Regions from separate parts of the Oryctolagus cuniculus genome. Here region 2 is linked to region 1. Evidence: chromatin contacts called from public Micro-C data. All regions are on one chromosome and are shown on one strand. Each heading gives the region's core, a stretch centred on a gene start, on an enhancer-like site or on the middle of the called end of the contact. The rest is flanking DNA. Distances are from core to core; before and after follow the strand shown.

Region 1 (6,546 bases), core at 4,042-6,541:
TTGGGACATGAACCAGTGCCCATATGGGATGCCGGCATCACAGGTGGCAACTTTGCTTCCAGCCCCTGTATCTTGACCACCACCATTCAACTCCGCACACCTTCCCATGCCCCCCTCTTGGAGCATCACTTTGTCTTATTTGGAAATCTCTACCTGAAAACTGAAACTCTAAGAATCCTAGGTTTGTCCCTTAACACTCAACCCCAGCCCAACCCAACCAGGTCATAGGAGCCACTGGACTTGATATAAAGCAACGTATCCTCCTCCCGGTCAGCTGGTAAGGCACATGATTCTTTTCCTGGAGGAAAACAGGGGTCAAGACCCCGGTTCTCACTGCAACAAGGGACGTCTTTTTTCTTGGCTAGATGCACTTTCCACAGACACTGCTGAACTTGATCATGAAGGTCTAACACTGTTCTATGTTCAGGACTTCAGGTGTTTGAAGGTAAAATGACATTTCTATGGATGTGGGCTAGACAGTCATTTAATCCAAGTAGTTTTCCAAGTTAAAAGTCCATTTGCCCACCAGGGACTCTTAATTTTCCTGTATGAGCTACTGTATTAGTTCATTTTCTGGTGCTGTGACAAAATAAGCAAGGCAAGATAATGTATAAAGAAAAGAGATTTATTGGGGCTAGCACTGTGGCATAATAGGTTAAGCCTCTGTCTGTGGTGCCAGCATCCCTTATGGGGACTGGTTCAAGTCCTGGCTGCTCCACTTCCGCTCCAGCTCCCTGTTAATGGCCTGGAAAAGCAGTAGAAGATGGTCCAAGTTCTTGGGCTCCTGCACCCACATGAGAGACCAAGAGGAAGCCCCTGGCTCCTGACTTTGGATCAGCCTAAGTTCAGTTGTTGTGGCCATCTGGGGAGTGAACCAGCAGATGAAAGACCTCTCTCTCTCTCTCTCTCTGTAATTTTGCCTCCCAAATAAATAAATAAATCTTTATAACAAGAGATTTATTTAGCTTACAGTTTTAGAGGTGAGAAATCTAAGATCAATCCTCATGGCAGGTGGCATCAAGGCAGGAGAGCAGAAGAGAGAGGAGAGGGAGAAGGAGAGGGGCTGGGGGGAGGGAGAGAGGGAGGGAGGGAGGGAGAGAAGAGAGAGAGAGAGAGAGAGAGAGAGAGAGAGACAGAGACACCACACGTGGTGAGGCAGGAAGCCAGAGAGCAGGGGTCTTTTTAACAACCTCTCCTGAGAACTAACCAAGGTCCCACAAGAATGATCTTCCTCTCTTCTGAGGGCAATGCTGCCCTACTACTGAGTTCTATATCTTAATAGTCCTGCCCCTCTCTCATCGCCATGCCAAGGAAGAGGCTTCCAACATGTGACCTCATGGAAGATCAACTCACACCATAGCAGCAGACTGAGAATGAGAACTCAAGAAAACAGGCCAATAATCAGTGACTGTATCCAGGAACACAGACCCAGGAGGTTGTGTAAGGGGCCTGTGGCTGTGGGGAGAACAGGAGTAGAGAAGGACTCATGGTTGTCACCTTCCCTTCTGAGTATGGGAGCATCGTGCACATGGTCCAAAGTTGTTTTTGCATGCATAATTAAAGAGGCATTTTATGGGCTTCCTAACCTCAGAACTGTATCTTCTTTCTGAGATGATCAAGTACAGAAAGTGGCGCTTCATTTAGCTGCTACAGTAAAGTACTCTTTTAATAAGCAATAACTAGAATTCCCCCTCTGCCAAAGAGCTCATAGATCTCTGTGCATGCATTTGGCTTACGCTCATGAGACTGCAGAAGAGCACTGTCAGACTTCACCCACCGTACATTTGGGGAAACCAAGTCCCAGAGATGATAAATGAGGGCCGTGCCATGTTCTTGCCACCCACAAGGCAACTATCTGTTTGGACCATCGCAAAGACTCTGCAAATCTAAAGTGGTGCCCTGAGATCACTCTGTAGCAAAGAAAGGAATCAGAGGCAGGCCTCAATTTCTAGGGCTACATTTTATCTTGTAAATCAGTAGCTCCCAACCCCAGCAGTGGTAAATGGGCTTGTGAAATGCCTCCCTTTCCATCCTGCCTCAGACCCACTGTGTCACAATCTTTATGGGGTAGGGCCAGGGTAATGCTGAACCATACCCCCACCCACACACATACACCTTTCTGTTACTCAGTCACATGGGAGACTCACCCCTACCCTCTGCTTTGGGCCTCCTGGGAACTTGGTGTGGCTTCCTCTCTGCACACTGGTTCCCCGAGCTGGCAGTCATCATCCCCAGCTCTGTGAGGACATGTTTGGTCTTTGGTTTCCACAAGTTGGACCCATGTTGCCTCCTGGTGGATGAAATTATGCCAAAGAACCATCCTACTGTGGGCTTCCATAAGTCACAGAAATCTGCAGGCAAGCTGACCAAGTGCACTCTCTGTGTACCTGTCTGCAGTTGGTAGAGCAGCTAGGGGATGGAGTCAGATAGCCATGTGGCCCTGGGCAAGCCCATTCTCCTTCCCTGGACCCGAGTCTCAATTTCCTCATCTGTGGAAAGGACACGACTAGGGGGCTGGTGACATAGAAGGAGGGCTATCAAAAGAATCCAGTTAAATAGTGTCTGTCAGATGCCTGGCACGTACTTAGGTTCTCTTCTCTCCTCCCTGGAAGGTCCCCATTTCTGTTACATGAGTTCTGGGAGCCTCTGTTCCCTCTTCCTATAAGAACAAAAGCATGGCAAATCATTCTCTGTGTATATCTGTATGTGTGTGTGTCTTTGAGTTAGAATAATTATTTGATTTTCCTAGGTTGGCTTAACCTATAGTTCCTGGTTAAATAACAGCTCTGTAGCCACTCACCTGGTTCTTACCTAACAGAATTACTCAGCCGGGTTCTAGTCCCGGTCGGGGTGCCAGATTCTGTCCCGGTTGCCCCTCTTCCAGGCCAGCTCTCTGCTGTGGCCAGGGAGTGCAGTGGAGGATGGCCCAAGTGCTTGGGCCCTGCACCCCATGGGAGACCAGAAGAAGCACCTGGCTCCTGCCTTCGGATCAGCACGGTGCGCCGGCCGCAGCACGCCGGCCGCGGTGGCCATTGGAGGGTGAACCAACGGCAAAGGAAGACCTTTCTCTCTGTCTCTCTCTCACTGTCCACTCTGCCTGTCAAAAAAAAAAAAAAAAAAGAATTACTCAGGAGAGCAGTGGTTGGGTTGCAAGTCAACCCCACAACGAGGAACATCAGTCTAGAGCAGGGCTGCAATAAATTGCTCTTATTCATGAGGCCCTAAGCATTGCCTTCCCAACCAGTAATCATGAGGCTTCTCAGTGTATCCAGGTTTCAGCCCATCTGAGGGTCCTCTTATCCTAAAGCCCCAAAATATGTCTTACATACTCAGTAAATGTTTGTGTTTAAGATGGTCTACTGCAAAATACAATCTCCAAATTTGATATAACAGAGTAACAGGCAAAGGTTTGTTTTATTTGTATGGTTTAGAGAACTGAAGCTGTGTCTTCCTGGTTACAGAAATCTGGAGATCAATAAACTGTAGGGTAACCAACCATCCAGTTTGTCTGGTACTGGGCAAGTTGAAACAATTAGCAGGGAAGGCATGGGATGTGAAGATCTTTCCAATCCCTTCCGATAACACCAGCTGTTCATCCATCCCCAAACCACTATTAAAACTGGCCCAGGCGAGATCTCCTTGTGTTATGGAAAAGCTGGTGAGATGAATTTGAGATTTTATCCAGGAGTTGAGGAAAATGTACAGGATTGGACCCAATGTTAAGAAGAGAAGCAGTGAAGCTTTATTTGAATAGGAAACAGAAGAGCTCCCAGCAAAGGGAGGGGCTGGTGAAGAGAGAGCTGCTGAAACTTGCAGTCTAGGGGTGTTTGTGTGTCTGTAATGCATCATCTTCCAAAAGCAAATGTAGGAGTTATACATCAGCTATTGTGAAAGCAGTGGCAGTTCTTAATGGAATTTCTTCTAACTTGTTTTTGTTGAACCTTAGATCTTGCAATCCATTGGCAAATATTGTTACAACCTGACTTGCATATTGTTTTATTCAGTGTGTGTGTGTGTGCTGGCTGGGAACTGTGACATGGTGTTAGAAGTCTGAGCTGAGCGGCACCGTGGCTCACTTGGCTAATCCTCTGCCTGTGGTGCTAGCACCCCGGGTTCTAACCCTGGTTGGGGCGCTGGATTCTGTCCCGGTTGCTCCTCTTCCAGTCTACTCTCTGCTGTGGCCCGGGAAGGCAGTGGAGGATGGCCCAAGTGCTTAGGCCCTGCACCTGCATGGGAGACCAGGAGGAAGCACTTGGCTCCTGGCTTCGAATCGGTGCAGCGTACCGGCCATATCGGCCATTTGGGGGGTGAACCAATGGAAAAGAAAGGCCTTTCTCTCTCTCTCTCTCTCTCTCTCTCTCTCTCTCTTCCACTCTCCCACTCTCCCACTGTCTAACTCTGCCTGTCAAAAAAAAAAAAAAAAAAAAAAAAGTCTGAGTTGAGATGGAGTGAATCTGGCCAGCTTCGAGTCTCTGGCTCCCTCATTCGGCACTGCCTCAGGAAGAACTACACATGCTGTGCTGGCCTCATGAGTGAGGCTCCATCCAGGCTCTTTGAACACTGGTGAATACTGGCGGCTGGCAGACTGAGCAGCTGGGACTTCTCACTCTGGAATCACAGGGCTGTGCTCAGAATGGTCCTTCAGTCAGACGTGATGCACAGGGTCAGGCCTGTGGTAGCCAGAGAAGGGGAAACCAATAGCCTCTGCTGCTTTCTAGCAGCCTGACCTTACTAAGTCCTCTCTGAGTTTCAGTCTCCTTACCACTTTGGCAAAACTATCTTCTTCAAAGATCAGTGTCAGAGTCCTGGAAGCCACAGGCATGTACTTCCCCAAACTCACTGAAGTCAAGACAGTTCTTCTCTTCAATCTTTATGCCCATAATGAGGCATATATTTGGAAATGTGTGATAACATCAGTAAAATATGCCAGTGTGAGCTGAGATTCCAGTTCTCACTGTTGGTACAAAACAGCAGAGCTGGAGAAAAATTTTAAATATTCTCTTTTCCAGAACGATTATCACTAATGATCCATGATCCTGTGAGTTATACAAAATCCAGATTCTCCAATAGAGCCATTGCATAGGTAAAGAAACTGAGGCCCAGAGTGGATGCATAGATGACATGCCTGCTATCTGAAATCCAGTCTAAAACTCCAGGCTTCTAACCTGCAATGTTCTGATGCAATTGTTCCCCCATCACATTGTCTCCCAACCCTTCCTCAGAGATTTGGTCTCTGATGCAGTAAGCTGGGAAAGCAACTGCCTTGAGAAGAGACTAGCACGTGGCTGATGTTGGTTGAGAGGGTGTGAGAGCTGGTTTTGCCAGAAGGAAGAGAAAATATGAACACCTTGAGCAGGCCAGTGCGGGAGAGGCAAGATTCACTAACCAGAAAGAAGATAGCTAACTTTCCCCAATTAGCTGGATTCAGGCTGACCCCACCCAAGAGACCGTGCTTGATTGCTTGATGAGACTGAGTCATGGTAGACATTTTATTTTTTTAAAGAAGCAAAATTCTATCTAAGAAACAAGGATCCCTGACCTAGAAATGTGAAAACAGTAGTCCCCTAATAAAATGAGGTGCCGGCGCCGGCTTTTCCAGGCTATCACATGAGCATCTTTGGTATCTAGGGCATGCTGTAGACTAATAGTAGACTCACCCTGTTTCATTACAGCTGAAATTGGGCAGCAGTTTTGCTTACACCTCAGGGCCACCTCTGTAATTTGGGCTTAGGCCTTACCATGGCTCTCCCCTCAATAAGTCACACTAGTAATGGGAAAACACTTTGTACACTGGGGAGGAACTGAATGTGTAATTGAAAAGCTGTACCCAATTTGCTCAGCCCCAGAATCTGACAGTTCGAAAGGTAAAATGTGCTTCTTGCTAAAGATGGATTGTGAACTGGATTAGAAAATCATGACTGTGATTGCTGTGGCAATGTGGTAGCTCAGGAGTACCCTTGACAGCTGCAATGGAACCCATCATTTTGGCTAACAGGGGACTGTGTCACCATTCCAAGTGATTTTAACTGCATTTCTCCCTCTAACCTGTAGATAAGAAGCAGGATTCAGAGTTGATTCCCTTTATATAAATCCATGAAGAAAAATGAGGCTGTTTATCAGGTTCTTGGGAAACTGAAGATTTGGCTAGATTTAGTAAGACCCTGTGACAAATACAAAGTATTTCCAAGAATAATAGAAGAAATAGACAATGTAGTATTCTAAAAGTATGTTCAGTTATGCATTAGGTTAAAATGGAAAATAAATTATAGGTGGAATTGTACATAACAATAAAAGATTTCTGAGCTTCCACCCCTACCCACTTATTAAGAGTCATATTCAAGAGGTCACAACTTTGTTAAAGCAAAAGACACTGATGATCTTTGGTGTCAAAATGGGTTTGATATGTGTTAGTAAAATAATAATATTAATAATAGCTAACATAAATGCTTATCATGTACCAAGGACAAAGCTAATCACTTCTATACATCTCATAGAGGGCACAAAAACAAGCATTCAAGGGGCTGGCATTGTGATGTAGCAATTAAG
Region 2 (6,413 bases), core at 2,322-4,821, 360 kb before region 1:
GACTTAGTAGAAAATCACCTCTTATAACCAGATTGTCAAAGCGGGGCTTACTCACTACATAAACAGATCTACTGTATATTCACAGATCATCAGACATCCAAAAGTTCGTCAGCCAGCTTTATTTTGCTATGTTGTTTGATAGTATTATGCACATAAAAACAATGTTAAGTGTAAACTGGACGCATTCAAATCCGGATGTACTCATTTACAGGTACAAATGCTAATAACACTTTATCTAGTTACTGAAGCAGAATGCTTTATAAACCGTAGGTGGCATTTTCCCACTAAGTCTGATATTTCAGCCAACCCCATGAAAACAAATAGAATTTACCAATGCTATCATAAGCCAGTCAAAAGTTTGGACTAGCCTACAATCAAACTGCTTTCAAAAATCAGGTAAGATTATCTGGCTGAAGTAGGTATGTAGGGGTGCTGTTAGCCACGAATCTCAAGGGTTAAAGTCAATTGAGTCAAGAAAGGAAAAACCAAGATAATAAATTTGTTCAGGTTCTAATTTATAAAATGCCTCCATTTCCGGCATGAATAAAATGGATTTGACACAAGTTATTAACCCAATTACAGGAAAACACAGGTAGTGATCATCTAGTCATTAGCTACAAAGTCTGAATGCATTCACACTACAAATATATTATTCTACCATCACTTTCATTGTTTAAATGAAGTATTTGGCCCTCTAAATGTGTGCAGATTTAAAACATTTAAATTGGGTTGTATCTGGTAGCCCGAAATAACTGAAAAATCATAAGACTATGTAATGAAAATTCCACTATGCTTTGTTATATATACTTTGTCTTTTATTCTACTGTGAGTTACGGCAGTGAAGTGCAAAGCAGAAGCTTTCAAAAATTAGTTTAAAGAAAAAAAGCCCATTTTGATTAACATAGACAGCTATAACTTCCTTAAGCATGCTGTCACTTGAATATTTTGCAAGATATTTTCAAGAGCACTAAAAATTCAGTATAACTGCTTCCTTCAGAAATAAAACATTTTCCTCAACATTTTGAGTTTTATAAAAAAACAAAGTGGAAATTTCAAACTCAAATAAATACTATTTCAAAATGTATTTCTATCAGCTCTCTGATAAACAAACCAAAAAAAAATCTTTAAAGAATATTGCTCACTCATCATTATTCAAAATTTTCAGAATCACATTTTTCACATGCATGGCAGATTTCCAAGGCAAAGGATTATGAAAAACATTACAGCTTAGATCCAAGTTTGCTGTTTTTAAAAGTAGCCATTTTCGTTTTTTTTCTTTTTGACTGCTTTAGTAAGACTGAAGTCTTGCATTTTAGCCATAAATATTAAACATAACTTTCCTAGTTTCACTCACCCTTGAGAAAAGTACTAAGTCAGTGCCAGAGAGAACACATTTTTGTTTAAAAAAGATCATTTGCTTCAGTTGTCTACCACTAGTGGTGGATTTTCACAAGGCAGAGAGAGACTCCCCAATCGTGTGCAATGTATTTGTGGGTTAGGATTCAGTTACAGTAGCCTTAAAAGAGTGCTCTTATTAAGTTTTCAAGAAACTAAAAACTTCAAAAATTCTGCACAAAGCCTGACAGAGTTCTCTGCTACACACTGTAATCTGACACTGGCCGAAGCTGACCAAGTTTAAGTAACCCAAGAGGAACTGTTTCCTGCTTTCTGTTAGAACGTCCACAGTGACCTACAGTAACACTGCCGAGGCAGAGGTTACTATCGGCCATTGGATGCTGCTGTCAGGAAGTAGGCAGTTTGGTGTTTCTCTGGCTGGTTCTTTTTTTTTCCCCCATGTGACAACAATCTCAAGGGTTTGTGGGAATTCTACCCAGCTCTCCCATTAAGTTTATAAAAACAGGAGCTGCAAAATGCGCCCAGGCCAACTATGTGGCTCCCTCTTCAACCAAAGGGCTGTGCCCTGCAGAACGTGGGTAAGGAAGGCATTCACCGCACCAAATTTGCCTGTGAACACCCCGGGGAGGCTGCTCCGGCGCCCCCTAAACAGAATCTAAGGTGCATCTGACAAGGGTCTATCTGAGTGCCGCTTTACCTCGTCTGCTCCTGTAAGATGAGATGAGGCTCCACGAAGAACTTGACTCTGAGTTTAAGCCGGTAAGGGGCCAGCCCGTCCATCTGCTGGGAGATCCGGTTTCTCAGGTTTAGCCATAAACTTTCACCTTTGCTACCGGTAAACTGCAGTCCAAAATAGTCAACTTCTATGATTCCCAGTCGCCTGCACACCTGAAGTCAAAACAAAGGCGGCACGGATGAGCAAACGGGACATGGGGTCAAAGGAACCCGGGGCTCTCTGGAGCTGAAGACTGCTACAGTTCTGCCAAAACCCACCGGTGCTGCGACGCTAACCGCTGGCTCCAGGACGGAGACCTGTCCCTCCCTCCCTCAATATCTAGGGCATGCCCACAGCAGCCCAGAAAGAGCAGTGCTCAAGAGCAGGGGCATCTTCAGGGTCTCTTCCTTCTGACTCCAGTCACTACGATGCCCGGTACCAGCACAATCCACAGAGCTGCTCCGACAGCTATTATCTGGGTAGTGTTAACCACCTGGACTCCAAACACACACACACACGCACGCACGCACGCGAGACCCGCCACAAGTGTCAGCTGTGCGTCACACGAGGTTCTCCAAACCTCTCCTGTCTACACGGCGTGGGAGCACAGCGTCCCCTGGGATCAGACCTGCTGCCTGCCGAACCAGCTCGGTTCCCCCTTCGCTCTGGAAGGAAACGCGGGCTTCAAGGCAGCCAAGCAGGTGCACCCACAACTACAGTACCTCTGCCCCCGCCCGCAAATCCGAAGATGCAGGTGAGTGCTCCGCTGGAAACGCGGCACGGGACAAGGGCCAAGCTTGCCTGCCAAGGCACCCTGGGCCCGAGACCGCGTCCACTCACTCCTTTTTGGGACGTGGGTGGCACTGCAGGGACCCCACCGGCGGCGTCACGCACACACACCTGAGGCAAGTGTGCTGGGCCGCCTGGCTCTGGCAAAGTGCCGGCTTGCGGGGGGGCTGGGCTGCGCTCCGGGCTCTGCCCGCGCCCCCGCGCCAGGGGCCCCCGCAGCGCGCATCCTCCGCACCCCGCCAGCGCGCCCGGGAGGGGGTCGCGCGCCGCACGCCCGCAGCGGGATCGGGGTGCGGGGCCCGGTGCCTGCCTGGGGCGCGCTCCCTGAGGCGCCCGGCCGCCTTCGAGGCCCGTCGGCCTCTGGAGACCGACGTGGGCCCGGACCTGGGTGCTCGCTCTCACCTGATTGAGGCAGTCCTCGCCGTTGGCTTTCGCCTCCACCTCCACCTCCATCAGCACCGCGTCCGGCCTCGTCACATAGCACAGCATGGCTGGGGCCGCCGCTGCCGCCACGGCCACCTCAGCCACCTCCTCTTTGGTGTACGCGGGGCTACCGCCTCGCCAAAGCTCGAACCCAGCCCCGGGCTCGGCGAGGGCTGCAGACAGACGCCCGCGGCCGCAGCTCCGTCCCCGCCACCCCCTCGCCCGCCAGCCCGCCCGCCCTGCCGGCCCCCGGGCACTCCGCGGCGACGCCGCACTCCAGCAGCCAACTGCCTGCGCCGCGACAGGCGCTCCCCTGATATAGCGGCTCCGCCCCCTCCGGCTCGGGACCCGGCCAATCGCGGCGCCCCTGCCCCTCCTCCCGCCGCCCCATCAGCCAATCGGGGAGCCCGCTCGGGCGGCCCCGGCCACCAGCGCCGCCTGAGTTCCCCGTGCCGCTGCGGGAGGCGGCCGCTGGCGGGCGCCTGGAGCCGCGAAGGGGTTGGGGGGGCCCGGAGAACACCCGGTGCCTGTGCCCGCTGGGCGACGCTGCTCCTCGCGAGCGGTCGCCTCGGGCTGCTGGCGGCGACGTCTCCCTGTCGGGGGCTCGACAGTGAGAGGACTAAACGCCTCCAAGCTGCCCCTGAAACATGGGGTCCCTCCAGGAGGGCGTTTGGGTCGCGAAAGCCTAAAAAGAAGAGGAGCCCCCGCGGAGCCCACGGACGCCTACCCGCCCCCTCCGGGTTTGCCTCCGTGTCTGGTTGGGGACGGCAACCCAGGCGGTCCCTTCGTGTAGACCCTGGCTCCGAAATAACAGCGACTGAATGTCAGAGCGCCTTGCAGCCGCTCGCAGATGAGGGTCGGCCCTCTCTAGGGGCTTCTGTTGGCTGAGCCCTGCCGAATGAAAGCCCCCCGTCACGGGGCCCCAGGCCTTCTCTCAGGCTGCCCATCCCGTCTCAGGTCTTACCTCGGCTCAGTCAGCCAGCATTCAGGGAGCCCCTGCTGCATCGGGGACCCCCCACCCCACCCCGCCGTCATGTTCCCTGTTCCGTAGTAGCTATTTAGCAACTGGAACTCCACAGCTCTTCACTCAGTTACTGTTTATTCCTGCTTACCAGTGCATTACTCAACCCACATCTCGGGTTTCTTTGCAGGAGGAGCCCCAGGCCTTTGGAAATTTTACTTCTCTCTGAGGCCCAGTGTTGCCAACTGCTGCTAGGGTGGAGCCCAAGACATCTGTTCTATGGGCCGCCAGAGCAGCCAAGGGGAGACCATCCATGACAGCATTTGTGTCCTTGTGTTTAATGCCAGAGCTGTCATGTCCGCCCCGGTCACTGCCTGCTAATGATGGCTCCCGTTCCTACCTCTTTTCGGGTGAATCTCTGTGCCAGGTCGCTTGATTTCTGTTGTAGGAAAGGCAGCAGAGCAGAAAGCAAAAGAGAGGGAGCCTACCACAGGCCCTCACCGAAAGGGGCACAAACTGGACTAGGGGCCAGCGTTGTGACACAGCAAGTTAAGCTGCTGCCAGCCTCACTGCTCCACTTCCCAGCCAGCTCCCTGCTCATGCACCTGGGCAAGCAGCAGAAGATGGCTCAAGTGCCTGGGCCTTGCCACCCGTGTGGGAGACCTGGATGGAGTTTCAGGCTCCTGGCCTAGACTGTCGTGGCCCTCTGAGCTCTGTGTCTCTCCGCCTTTCTCTGTAACGCTACCTTTCAAATAAATAAATAAATCTTAGGGGGAAAAAGAAGAAACTGTAATGGGCCTTTGGTGTTGCACGTGGAGACACGTGCATGTGTCCTCTCTGTGTGTCTGACATAGGCACCTCTTCCTGACAGTGTGCTCCTGAAATACTCCCTTCATGCATCAACTCCTGTTCCTCATCCCCTTAATTCCAGTTTGCTGACCTCGGGATATTTATCTGGGAGTTAAGATGTGGATCTTTGTTATCTAATCTCTGCTCAATGGCTAGAAATGTCAGAACAGGAAGAAGAGGCGACAGGCAATATGGAAACCAGTGTACTGGTTACAAGTTTTGTATATGAACATCAGAAAGCCAGGCTGACTCACTTAAATTAAAGGGGGTATCAGATGGCGAATTTCAGAAACTCAGACAATTAGTGGAGACCATGCATGAAAAGGAATAGAAAGAGAAAGAGAAAATATTGGTTGGCCAAGAACAAAAGTAAACAAAAACAAAGCAAGCAGAAACCAAAATCAAATACCCAGTTTGTGAACTACTTGAATCATAACTATATTGTTGGTTTTGGCAGGAACATTTCTTTTTGTTTTTTGCAAGTATGATTCCATATGTATATTTTTTAATGTAAACAGGTTAAAATAGTTTGCAAAAGCACAGGGAAAGTCCAGTAGGTTTTATTTATTTAATATTTGTTTTGTATTTATTTTTAACAATCATCACTTACAAAATAGTTGGAGCACTAAGATTGACAGGGATTTATTTTTAAGATTTATTTATTTATTTGAAAGGCAGAATTACAGAGAGAGGGAGAGACAGAGAGACCTTCCATCCACTTATTCACTCCCCAAATGACCATAATGGCTGGGGCTGGGCCAGTCTGAAACCAAGAGCCAGGCATTTCTTCCAAGTCTCCCACATGGTTGCAGGGGCCCAAGCACTTGGGCTGTCTCTGCTGGTTTCCCAGGCACACTAGCATGGAGCTGGATAGGAAGTGGAGCAGCCAGGACTCAAACCAGTGCTCCTATGGGCTGTTATCATCACAGGTGGTGGCTTTACCCCGCCCTAACACCAGTCCTGACAGAGGTATTTCTAATCCAAACCCAATGATCTTTCTGCTGTTACATGGTTGGTAAAGCTTCTAATTGTTTTGAAATTAGGTATCATCAGATAAGACTGAAGAGAGGAAGAATTTCTTAAAGCTAAACACAGGAAAATGACACTTGGGGAAGAGGAAGAAATCATTATGATTGGGGAGAAAATGAATACAGGCTTCTATTAGCATATATAGGATGAGACTACGATCTCTTTCCCCCCTCCCCTCATGTAATTTCTTCTGAGTAGAGATATGGAAAGACTGGTTAGTTAAGGAAATAGAGAGCTGAGTGAGCCAGTGAGAAAACACATTATGCTCAAAAGACCTAGTTAGGGAAAACC

Evidence for each region. A called contact is a pair of places that touch in the nucleus more often than the background predicts.
Region 2: a Micro-C map of ear pinna shows a contact between it and region 1, with 5 times the contacts expected there. The contact joins the promoter of MYLIP here to the enhancer-like site in region 1. A contact is called at or near these places in 2 of 6 Hi-C or Micro-C datasets (ear pinna and an unstated tissue).

What each region holds. Positions count from the first base shown.
Region 1 is chr5:143,049,901-143,056,446 of mOryCun1.1, reverse strand. No RefSeq gene overlaps it. Among named protein-coding and RNA genes, the nearest start is that of MYLIP, 360 kb to the left of the region's middle. Within about 2 kb of position 5,291, at least 1 of the 8 cell types and tissues checked has an H3K27ac peak or open chromatin away from gene starts, as enhancers often do. A contact at or near this core is called in ear pinna, where this site is marked.
Region 2 is chr5:143,407,491-143,413,903 of mOryCun1.1, reverse strand. MYLIP (myosin regulatory light chain interacting protein) reads right to left here and starts at 3,571. Exons shown (of 7, transcript XM_051832608.2): 1 at 3,263-3,571; 2 at 2,054-2,244. The coding sequence starts at 3,349.